3 separate regions of the Hordeum vulgare genome follow, and all the other regions are linked to region 3. A link is a contact called in public Hi-C data. All regions are on one chromosome and are shown on one strand. The core of a region is the stretch at or near the end of the contact, and the rest is flanking DNA. Distances in the headings are between cores, read along the strand shown. Region 1 has its middle 28 kb from the start of LOC123445821. Region 2 holds the start of LOC123442916 (transcription factor MYBS3-like). Region 3 holds the start of LOC123442915 (2-oxoglutarate-Fe(II) type oxidoreductase hxnY).

What was found. Hi-C and Micro-C count contacts between places; a contact is called where the count stands out from the background.
Region 1: a Hi-C map of leaf shows a contact between it and region 3, with 6 times the contacts expected there. The contact joins the enhancer-like site here to the promoter of LOC123442915 in region 3. A contact is called at or near these places in 6 of 6 Hi-C or Micro-C datasets (leaf, seedling and an unstated tissue) and 1 of 1 datasets of contacts at active chromatin or transcription factors (embryo).
Region 2: a Hi-C map of seedling shows a contact between it and region 3, with 2.4 times the contacts expected there. The contact joins the promoter of LOC123442916 here to the promoter of LOC123442915 in region 3. A contact is called at or near these places in 2 of 6 Hi-C or Micro-C datasets (leaf and seedling).

Annotation. Positions count from the first base shown.
Region 1 is chr3H:47,901,023-47,904,029 of MorexV3_pseudomolecules_assembly, forward strand. No RefSeq gene overlaps it. Among protein-coding and RNA genes, the nearest start is that of LOC123445821, 28 kb to the right of the region's middle. Within about 2 kb of position 1,614, at least 1 of the 3 cell types and tissues checked has open chromatin away from gene starts, as enhancers often do.
Region 2 is chr3H:47,961,049-47,964,075 of MorexV3_pseudomolecules_assembly, forward strand. LOC123442916 (transcription factor MYBS3-like) reads left to right here and starts at 1,311. Exons shown (of 3, transcript XM_045119100.1): 1 at 1,311-1,780. The coding sequence starts at 1,468.
Region 3 is chr3H:47,762,264-47,765,277 of MorexV3_pseudomolecules_assembly, forward strand. It overlaps LOC123442915 (2-oxoglutarate-Fe(II) type oxidoreductase hxnY), which reads right to left and starts at 1,726. Exons shown (of 11, transcript XM_045119096.1): 1 at 1,387-1,726; 2 at 1-129. The coding sequence starts at 1,473.

The sequences.
Region 1 (3,007 bases), core at 364-2,863, 140 kb after region 3:
ATGTATAAATACTGTTATTTTATTATTTCAAAAATGTTAATCAGTAATTTAGGAATTTTTAAAATTTTATAGAAAACCTATTGAACAGGTATTTAAAATAACTTAAACTTATATTTAAAATTGAACGATTATTAAAAATATATTTTTTATGTACACAAAAATGTTGAACGAAAACCAAAAGAAACAAACAATAAAAACAAAAGAAAAATCTAAAAAGGAAAGAAGAATAAAAATAATGAAGAAATAAGTGCAAATAAAAAGCAGTAAAAACCATGAAATAAATAAAGAAAACTAGTAAAAATAGAAATCAAAGAAACCCAATGAAGAAACAATAGAGAACCGAAAAAAAAAAACAGAAACAGACCAGGCAGTATGTCCACAGAGCAAGGCGAGTGATCTGAGCTAACGAAGCGAGCGAACGACCTATGCTAATGGGCAGGCGCGACATCCGTGTTCAGGCTAGAGGAATGCTATACTCGCAGTAAACGAGATATAGCATTCCGGCCTAGTACGAGGCAGCGTTGGATGCACAAAATCACTAATTGAGGAATATTTTTTTTGAAAATCATTCCCATCTTTCCAGGATGAGATAAGTGGCACATAATAAGTGATACACTAATGTGTACCACTTGTCACAACCTGGAAGTTTTTTTTTATAAATCCGTTATTTTTAAAATGCTTTATCTTTTAAACCATGCATCCAAATCTTAAGCAGTTTTCATCGTTGAATTATTTTGATCGAGATTTTCAAGACTAGATCATTTGTTGATAGGTTTTAACATACTTTTTTAATAAAAAAAAGACGAAAAATTATGCCTCCTGCGGAAGGAAAATAAAAGGAAAGCACATTTTTTTCGTTTTCGGGAGGCACGAAAATGCCTCTGTAGAAGCAAAACCGTGTCTCACACGAAATAATTAAAAACATAGAACAAGTTTTCTTTCATTTTTGAGAGGCATTCGCGAAAACAAATTCGTGTCTCTCGCGAAAGAAAAATCATGCCTCTCACGAATAAAAACAAAAAATAGGTGTTTTCATTTCTGAGAGGCACGGACGTGCCTCACACGAAGAAAACATAGAAAAAGATTTTTTTTAGTAGCATGGTCGTGCCTCTCGCGATAGCAAATCCGTGTCTCTCAAGAAAAATATAAAAAATATTTTTTTCCATTTTCGAGAAGTGCGATCATGCTTCTTGCAAAATTAAGATTGTGCCTCTCGCGAAGGAAAAAACCATGCTTTTTGAGCATTGGAAAAAAAATCACGTTTTTTTTGCGTCAAAAAGGTTTTTGATTTTTTTTCGTCCAAAAGCTAAGAAAAATGATGAAAAACCAGAACACCAAAAAACCCCCATAAAAATCCACCTTAAAAACAGAAAACATGTGTGAACAAAATAAAAAAAAACAGAGGAAAACACTTAGGACGCAACACGTGGCGGTGGCTGAGAATGCGTCACATAACGGAACATGGAAGTGATCGTTGGGAGGCTCTCGAAGAAATGTTCGCCAACTAGTTTTTCTCTGGGACACAACGAAAGAAATCCTTTTACTGGGATGAGGCCTATGTACCATAGCGTGTACGCGAAAGAGGTATCTCGCCCTGGAATTCTCTATTTGCCGCTTATTACGTCGAACTGCCGGCGCTTCGCACACGCGAGCAATCGAGCAGCGATACGGTGGTCGCCCCTCTGTGAAAATGTGTATATTTCCCTTTTTGAAAATTTTGTTTGGATTTTCAAAACTTGTTGGGAAGGTTATTTAAATATTATGTGGAACTTCAAAAAATGTGCCCGTGTTAAAAATTGTTAAAATGTAAATGTTTCAAAAAATATCCCCGCTTCAAAAATTGCTCAAAAATCTCTTTTTATTTTTCTTTTCAGCTATATTTTAATTTATTTTGTAAATTTCATGTTTTGAAAATTGTATGGAAACATAAAAAATATTCGTTCTTTTAAACAAATGTTCAAATTCTCAGTAATGTTATTGTTTTCAAAAAATGTTATAAATTAAAATGATGTTTGCATTTTCGAAAAACAAATTAGGAAATTTCAAAAAATATTCTCATTTTTACAAAATTGCTCAGAAGTTTTTTTTTTGAATTTTTTGAAAAGTTCAAATAATTACAGGGATTTCAACTTTTTCCTGTTTTATAAATTGTTCACAATTTTCAAAAAATGTTCTTGTTTTCACATTTTTTTCACCTAATCAAAGGTAATTTTCTATAAAAAAATATATAAATACATCAATAAAATCATGTTTTCGAAAAATGTTCGGAACTTTAGAACAAAGTTTCGGTTTCAATATTTTGTTCACCTATATATAAAATGTTCTCATGTCGAAACAATTTCAGGATTTTCCAATTGTACCCACTTTAAAAAATTTGTTCTGAATTTAAAACCTTGTCCCCGTTCTGAAGCTATTGTATATTTTTATCTTTAGAAAAAAATAAAAACGTGATCAATTTCTAATATTTGCAAACAATTTTTGAAAATAGGAATATATTTTTATCGCTAGAATATTTTCTCAATTTTGAAAAAATAAGTTGTAACATTTTACAAAAAAACAAGAAAGTTTTCTGAAAATCTAAAACATTTTTTCAAAACGATTTAAAAAAAAATTGGAACATTTTTTAAAAGCAATAACATTTTTTGAAATTGCAGAAAAGTTTTTGGATATGAACTTAGTTCAAAAAATATAAAATTATCTTGAAAAATAAAATGAAAAATAGAAGAAAAAATAATAAAAAACCATATAAAGAAAATAAAAAACCAAAAGAAGTGAACAAATACACTAGAGGGCAATTAATTGGCGAGCGCTCCTTCGGGAGCCTTCCAACGATCACTCCCACGCATCGCCAGTTGGCGCCTCAGCCACCATCTCGTGTCATGTTCTAAGCATTCCGTTTGAATTTATTTTTTATATCTGTGCACGTGTTTTTTGCTCTTTAGGAGGGTTTTCTCATGTTTTTTTGTTTCAGTTTTCCACTGGTATTTCTTAGCGTTTGGACGATTAT
Region 2 (3,027 bases), core at 61-2,560, 200 kb after region 3:
GTTGCAGTTGCAGATATAGTTCATATTCGTCATCCTCTCCTGATGCGAATACGCATTGGATCATAAGTGATAACATGCCTCTCACCACGACGAACAACTCTCTTGTGCATGAACATGATCCATGCCTTAAACACAACTATTAGTGCTGCAACATGAACTACCAGCTTCATGTGTGCGTCCATAACCTAGTCGACATCGATGGTGTGTTGAGCAATGAGGAAAGCAATCCTACACCTTGCCTAATGGCCTAACATAGGGGGGAGGGGGTGTTGCTTACCGACATCGCAGAAGACGACGACGAAGGGACGGGGGGGGGGCATAGTTGAGTCAAGGACGACCGCGGTGGCCAACAGGGAGGGGAGCAACAACTCCTGTTGCGGGAGAGTCTCCATCTGTGTCTGCCGCCTCCGACGCATCATCTTGCGCAGATATGAGTCGCCGCCGTTGTCGGTGATGAGGCTAGAGGAAGTGTGTGTCCTGGAGGTAGTGGTGACAGAGTAAATTGGGGGAGGGGGAGGGGGGAGGGGCGAGGCTAGATTTGGCGTCGTCATGCCGCGGCCGATTTCCATTTCCCGCCATCCCCACTCGATTTCGGATTGCTCCCGAGCATGCGAGCTGCGTCCCCTTTACGCCATGCTCAGTGTGACTTGTTGAAACTGTCGATTCGAGGATTTTCAGTGAGTCATGCTCAAAGCTGCTTTAAGTTTACTGTCAATGAGAACCAGCCCATCCTGTATGAAATCAAACATGTTCTTTTTGACCTAACTCGATCTAATTAAATGTACGTGGGCCACCAAACACGTCCATATAGTTTGCACCGAGTGAGTGTGCGTAAGCTTAAAATAAACATTGGTCGCCTTTTAGCAAGTTACGATAAGAGCAAGTACAATAAGGTACACTCAGCAGACTGTAAGGATTAAAATACTATATTTTTGCCGAGTTGTATGATAGAGAAGAGGAGAGAGAAGGGAAGCGGGCTCTTCGTGAAGAGCTAGCTCTAGCACGTGCTCCTAGGTGTTTTGTGAGAATGAAAGGTGGGTCATATATGATAAAAGTAATACTCTTTTATAGCTAACTATTGTACAAGCTAGCTATAAGGTGGGCTATAAGATGGCTTATAGCCAGCAGTTGGCTATACTATTAACCATGCTCTAAAGATAGAGAAAAAGCACACGCGAGCTCCTCGGATACCGCCGCAGGGCGGAGTGGTTGTGTACAAGTGGAGTTTACCGCCATCCATCCGTTAAAAAAGGATGGCCGTTCTTGTCATTTCGTCCCAAGCCTCAACCTCTCTCTCAATAAATACCCAGAAATATCGCCACCTCTCCCTCTCTCTCCGGAGAGAAGGAAGGAACTGAGCGCGCACGGCGACACATCTGGCGGCACGCTTCCTTTGGCCCCCAGCGCTCCTCGTACGCACGCACGCACGCACGAACACGCACAGCGGCGCGGTCGCCGGCGGTGGGGATGACGAGGCGGTGCTCGCACTGCAGCAACAACGGCCACAACGCGCGGACCTGCCCCGCCCGCTCCGGCGGCGGCGTCAGGCTCTTCGGCGTGCACCTCACGTCGCCGCCGGTGGCCGCGATGAAGAAGAGCGCGAGCATGAGCTGCATCGCGTCGTCGCTCGGGGGCGGCGGGTCCGGGGGCTCGTCCCCGGCCGCGGGGCCGGGGCCCGGCGGGGTCGCCAGGGGAGGGGGCGAGGGCGCGCCGGGGTATGTCTCCGACGACCCCATGCACGCCTCCTGCTCGACCAATGGCCGTGCCGAGCGCAAGAAAGGTACTGCTAAGATCTTCCGTCAATGGCTTGCTTGCTCGTATCTTGATTACGATCTCCTCTGCTTGAATGAGTGAAATGCTGTAGAACATTCACCACTCTTTAAACGCTCTTCTCCTTGAATTACCTCCGTGAGCGAGCTAGGAAAATGGCGTCTTGGTTTCCTGCCATTGGCGCATCTGTTTGCTTCTGGTTAACTCATCGCCTTCAGGTGCATCTACCTACCGCGGCGCCTCATGCAGCGCTTAGCCTTAGCGGTATGATGAATAAAATAAAACCTCCAGTTAGTAGAGGAAAGAGCTTGTCGTCTCCCCTAATTATTTAGTGTTTTTAATCTCTAATTATTTAGTTAGTTTGCTCCAAATTATGTACTATATTGTTTCAGGTACCGCATCTTGTGTACTATAGAAAACATAATTTTTTAGGTGAATCGTATAGTTTACCCTTCTTCTTTTTAGTTCCTCGTATACTTTCGCTTCTCTGAAGATTCATATGCAACCAAGATGCCATACTAATGATAAGCAAATCTCCTTTAAATAATAGAGTAAACATCAAAGCGCGCGAAGTCCCAGTTCCATTGAAGAAACCAACAAGCGCTCCAAAAATTCTCTATTTTTTGTTCTTCCTACATAAGCAAATTATTTTTGAATGGATGTCAATAGTTTGAACACATGCTCAGAATTTGTCCGCTGATACCATTGTTTCCATGCGATATTTATGAACCGTCCAGAATGGCCGACACAAATCAACTTACCTCCACATCTTTTCTCACCTGATTAATAACTTACCTCCACATGTGCATCACAAGGCCTCTGTAGATCACATTGCGGGGCGACAGTGACTGGCCACGAATAAAAGAGCCCCACAAGTCCCGCCCTGATGTCTCTTTGACCTTTATTTAATCACCTGATCCTAAAAGAATCTAGCCATATTAATTTCCAGCTGGTTTGACCAGTCCTAGATGTTTGCAGTGATATGCTATTCTATTGTATGATTGTACTCCCGCCCTGGGGTACTTTATTATTGGCACTTGGCTTCAAAGGGACTGTAGGAGCCAAGTGCCCTTTTAGTTGCTTACTTATACACTAAGGTATAGGTCTGTCAGATGTCATCTTTTCTTCCCCTTTTGTACTATTGTATTTTGCTGTTAAGTCTTCTGTGCTAATGGTTATAAACTAAGTAAATTATGTCACCTCAAACTCAAACATTAGGAAAATGATTATAACGGAGTGCCCTTGTTTTATATGGGG
Region 3 (3,014 bases), core at 476-2,975:
TCGGAGAAGCTTCATTTTCTCACTGTTCGGAAGTTCAAAGAACTTCTTGCTTTCGGCAAAAACCTCATCCATGAATTCCTGGCTTATCCCATGATCCAGCACATAGAAGAAGCCTGAATCCAAGCATGCCTAAGAAAAAAATATGGAATATATTTTTAAGAAACAATATGGTCCAAAGCTATTAGAAGAAACAGAGCTACCAGCATATTAACCACGTTCATATAACATACGGTTGCATTATGGCATTCTTAGTGGCCCATTTCTTGCACTTTCTGATATGTAATGCAATAACAGAACAAGACCATAGTTTGCGATGAATGAAATTTTAGACGATGGTGAACTATAGTTATTTAAGAGAGTAAGTGACAGGAAAACATGGCACATATATAATGGTATTGGAAAGTAGTTCATAGCTCAAGTAGAAAATTATTATTCCCAAAATGAAATCCTTACTGCATGGGTTACTTTGGCTATCTACTTCTAGAACAGGGATGATGATAGTAGGAGTTCAGTAATAACGACTGATGTCTTACTGTAACAGGCACACATGTCCCTTTTCAGAATATATGCATTTTTTATATGCAAGAGGACAAGCCTGGCATAATCAGGATACTATTTGAAAATGCACGCTACTGCAAATCGTTTTTACATGTATTTCTAAGACTCCACCTAAAAGGACAGACCCAGTGCTAGAAGCTCCCACACCAGCAGGGTGGGGGTCTGGGGAAGGAGTATACGAGGCAAGCCTTGCCCCTGCACATTTCAAGACTCTAACTAATAAATAGAAATTTAAATGCCGTCCACGTCCTTGGGGACAAAATTGGACTTTTCTTGAAACACAACAAATCTTAACAAACTGTAAGAGATGGCAGGTCACTCTAGGTCACTTCCCATTGACAAGCCTTGGTCTCCGAAAGCAGAATGCTCAAACATAGATCATGTAAACGAGGTCAGAGCAACAACTGAAATATGACGAGTACAATTCAATACTGCTATTGTGTTCAATAAACAATAACCAACACTACCGAAAAAAAGCAGAGAGGCCAGGCTCATTGCTTTTGCTGAACTTTTTTGCTAACCACTTCTGTCTTCCTCTTCTATATTGACTGCAACCCAACCTCGCTAGCCTGCCTTGTGAACAAGCAGATTCCTACCTCTTTCCTCTTCTGTTTTCTCTCTCTCTCTCTCTCTCTCTTTTTTGACGAACATGCTGTATGAAATAAACTATGCATATATACAGCTAATAGCCCCAAAAAGGTGGCACATGATCGAGCCGTGGCCGACTTTCGGGAGAATCTGGGGAAAGAAAGCTACTCTAACAAGCTTTCCGCCGTTGATGCGCCGCCCAGGGACCAAAATTCCCCGCGGCTAAATCAAGAAACGAACCTGCTTGAGGAGCGCGACCGATCTCTGGGTGTCGGGGTCCGCCAGGCTGATGCAATTCAGTCTCGTCCTCGATGTCGAGCTCTCCATGCCGCCGCCGCCGCCGCGCTTTCCCCGCCCCCACCGCTTAATTAATCCCCTGCCTGCAGCTGGTGATGTGATCGGCCGCTAGCGTAGACTGGGCGCGACTCCCTCCTTTGTTTGGATGCGCCCAGGGTCAGAGGTGGCTGGCTCGGTGGGTCGCCGAATTGGCGCCGGCGGGGCGATTTATAGGGCGGAGGCTGGAGGTTGGTGGAATTTGGAAGAAGGTTTGCCAGGGCAAAAAAAGCGAGGCCACCTTTCTCTTGGTGGCTGCGGAGGGCCAAGAAAAAAACAATGCGATTCCTTTTGTATGGACAACTATTTGTTTTTCATTTGAGCACTTTATATGCTTTTGCTGATGCTGATGCTGATGCTGATGCTGACTCATTGATGTCATCCGAATCTAATCGCCTCGTCGAGTGGACGGATGGGTCGCGTTTGATGGAAGGGAATTTTCCCTGGTCTTTCCTTCGCTCGATCGAAGAGGACGGGTCAAAGAGAATCACAAAAGAGTCGGCAATCATCTTCGTGTTCGCCTTGACAATATTCACATCTGAATTTGTCCTTTTGGTTTCTCAATGTATATTTACATTTTTTTTTCCAGAATTTTGGAAACAATTAAAATTGATTGAAGCATAGGGAGCATATCAAGGATGGAAACACCTGATATTTTCCATGTACGCTCATTTTCTATAAACATGAAGCATCTCAAGGATGGGAACACTTGATATTTTTCATGTACACTCATTTTTTATAAACGCATACACGCACATTCTATTGTATAAGATATTTGAGCGGCCAAGTCGATATATTATCTTAAAATTAACGAATTCAGTACATACGCCGTTGTAGTTAACGGAAACGTCTTCTCTCGCTGAATGCACATTACCGGAAGGACCAGAATAAATTCAGTTAATTGCATGGAGGTATCAAAAATGGGACAATACGTGTAGATTGGTACCAATACTTGTAATCTTCATATGTCAGTACCAACTTTGGGACAGCCTGTTGCAAAAAACGCTAAACTCGTTGTTTATATGTATTGACGCCCTTTTTGACCGATTAGGCCCGGCAGTCAGGTGCCACGCTGGCGTATCGGCGCGTGCCCTCGCACTGACGAGGACGAGTCCGGCCCGGTCACTCTTAGCCAGGTTCGGTCGAACCGTTTCGTCTAGCCCCCTCGCACCCGCACCTCTCCCCTCAAACCTTATCTCTCCCGATAGGCAATGGCGTCCGCGACTCCGACACGTGACGGCCATGGCGTCAGCGACTGTGGCACACTGCGGCGACGAAGACCTCCCGCTTCGGTTATGGTGCATCAGGGGGAATCGACGGCGGTGGCGACGATGACGACTCCAACTCTGTGTACACGACCGACGACGACGATTTTTCGAAGCCGGCGCTGTCGACGAGCAGCGGTTGCGGATGGCGAACCCTAGCTGCAGCCAAGATTGGACACATGGAATCGGCGTGTACTGTAAGTGTTCCTAATCTTCCCCTCTTTTCTGATTTTAAATAGGGGATTAGGGTTTGTCATTCCAATTAGGCTT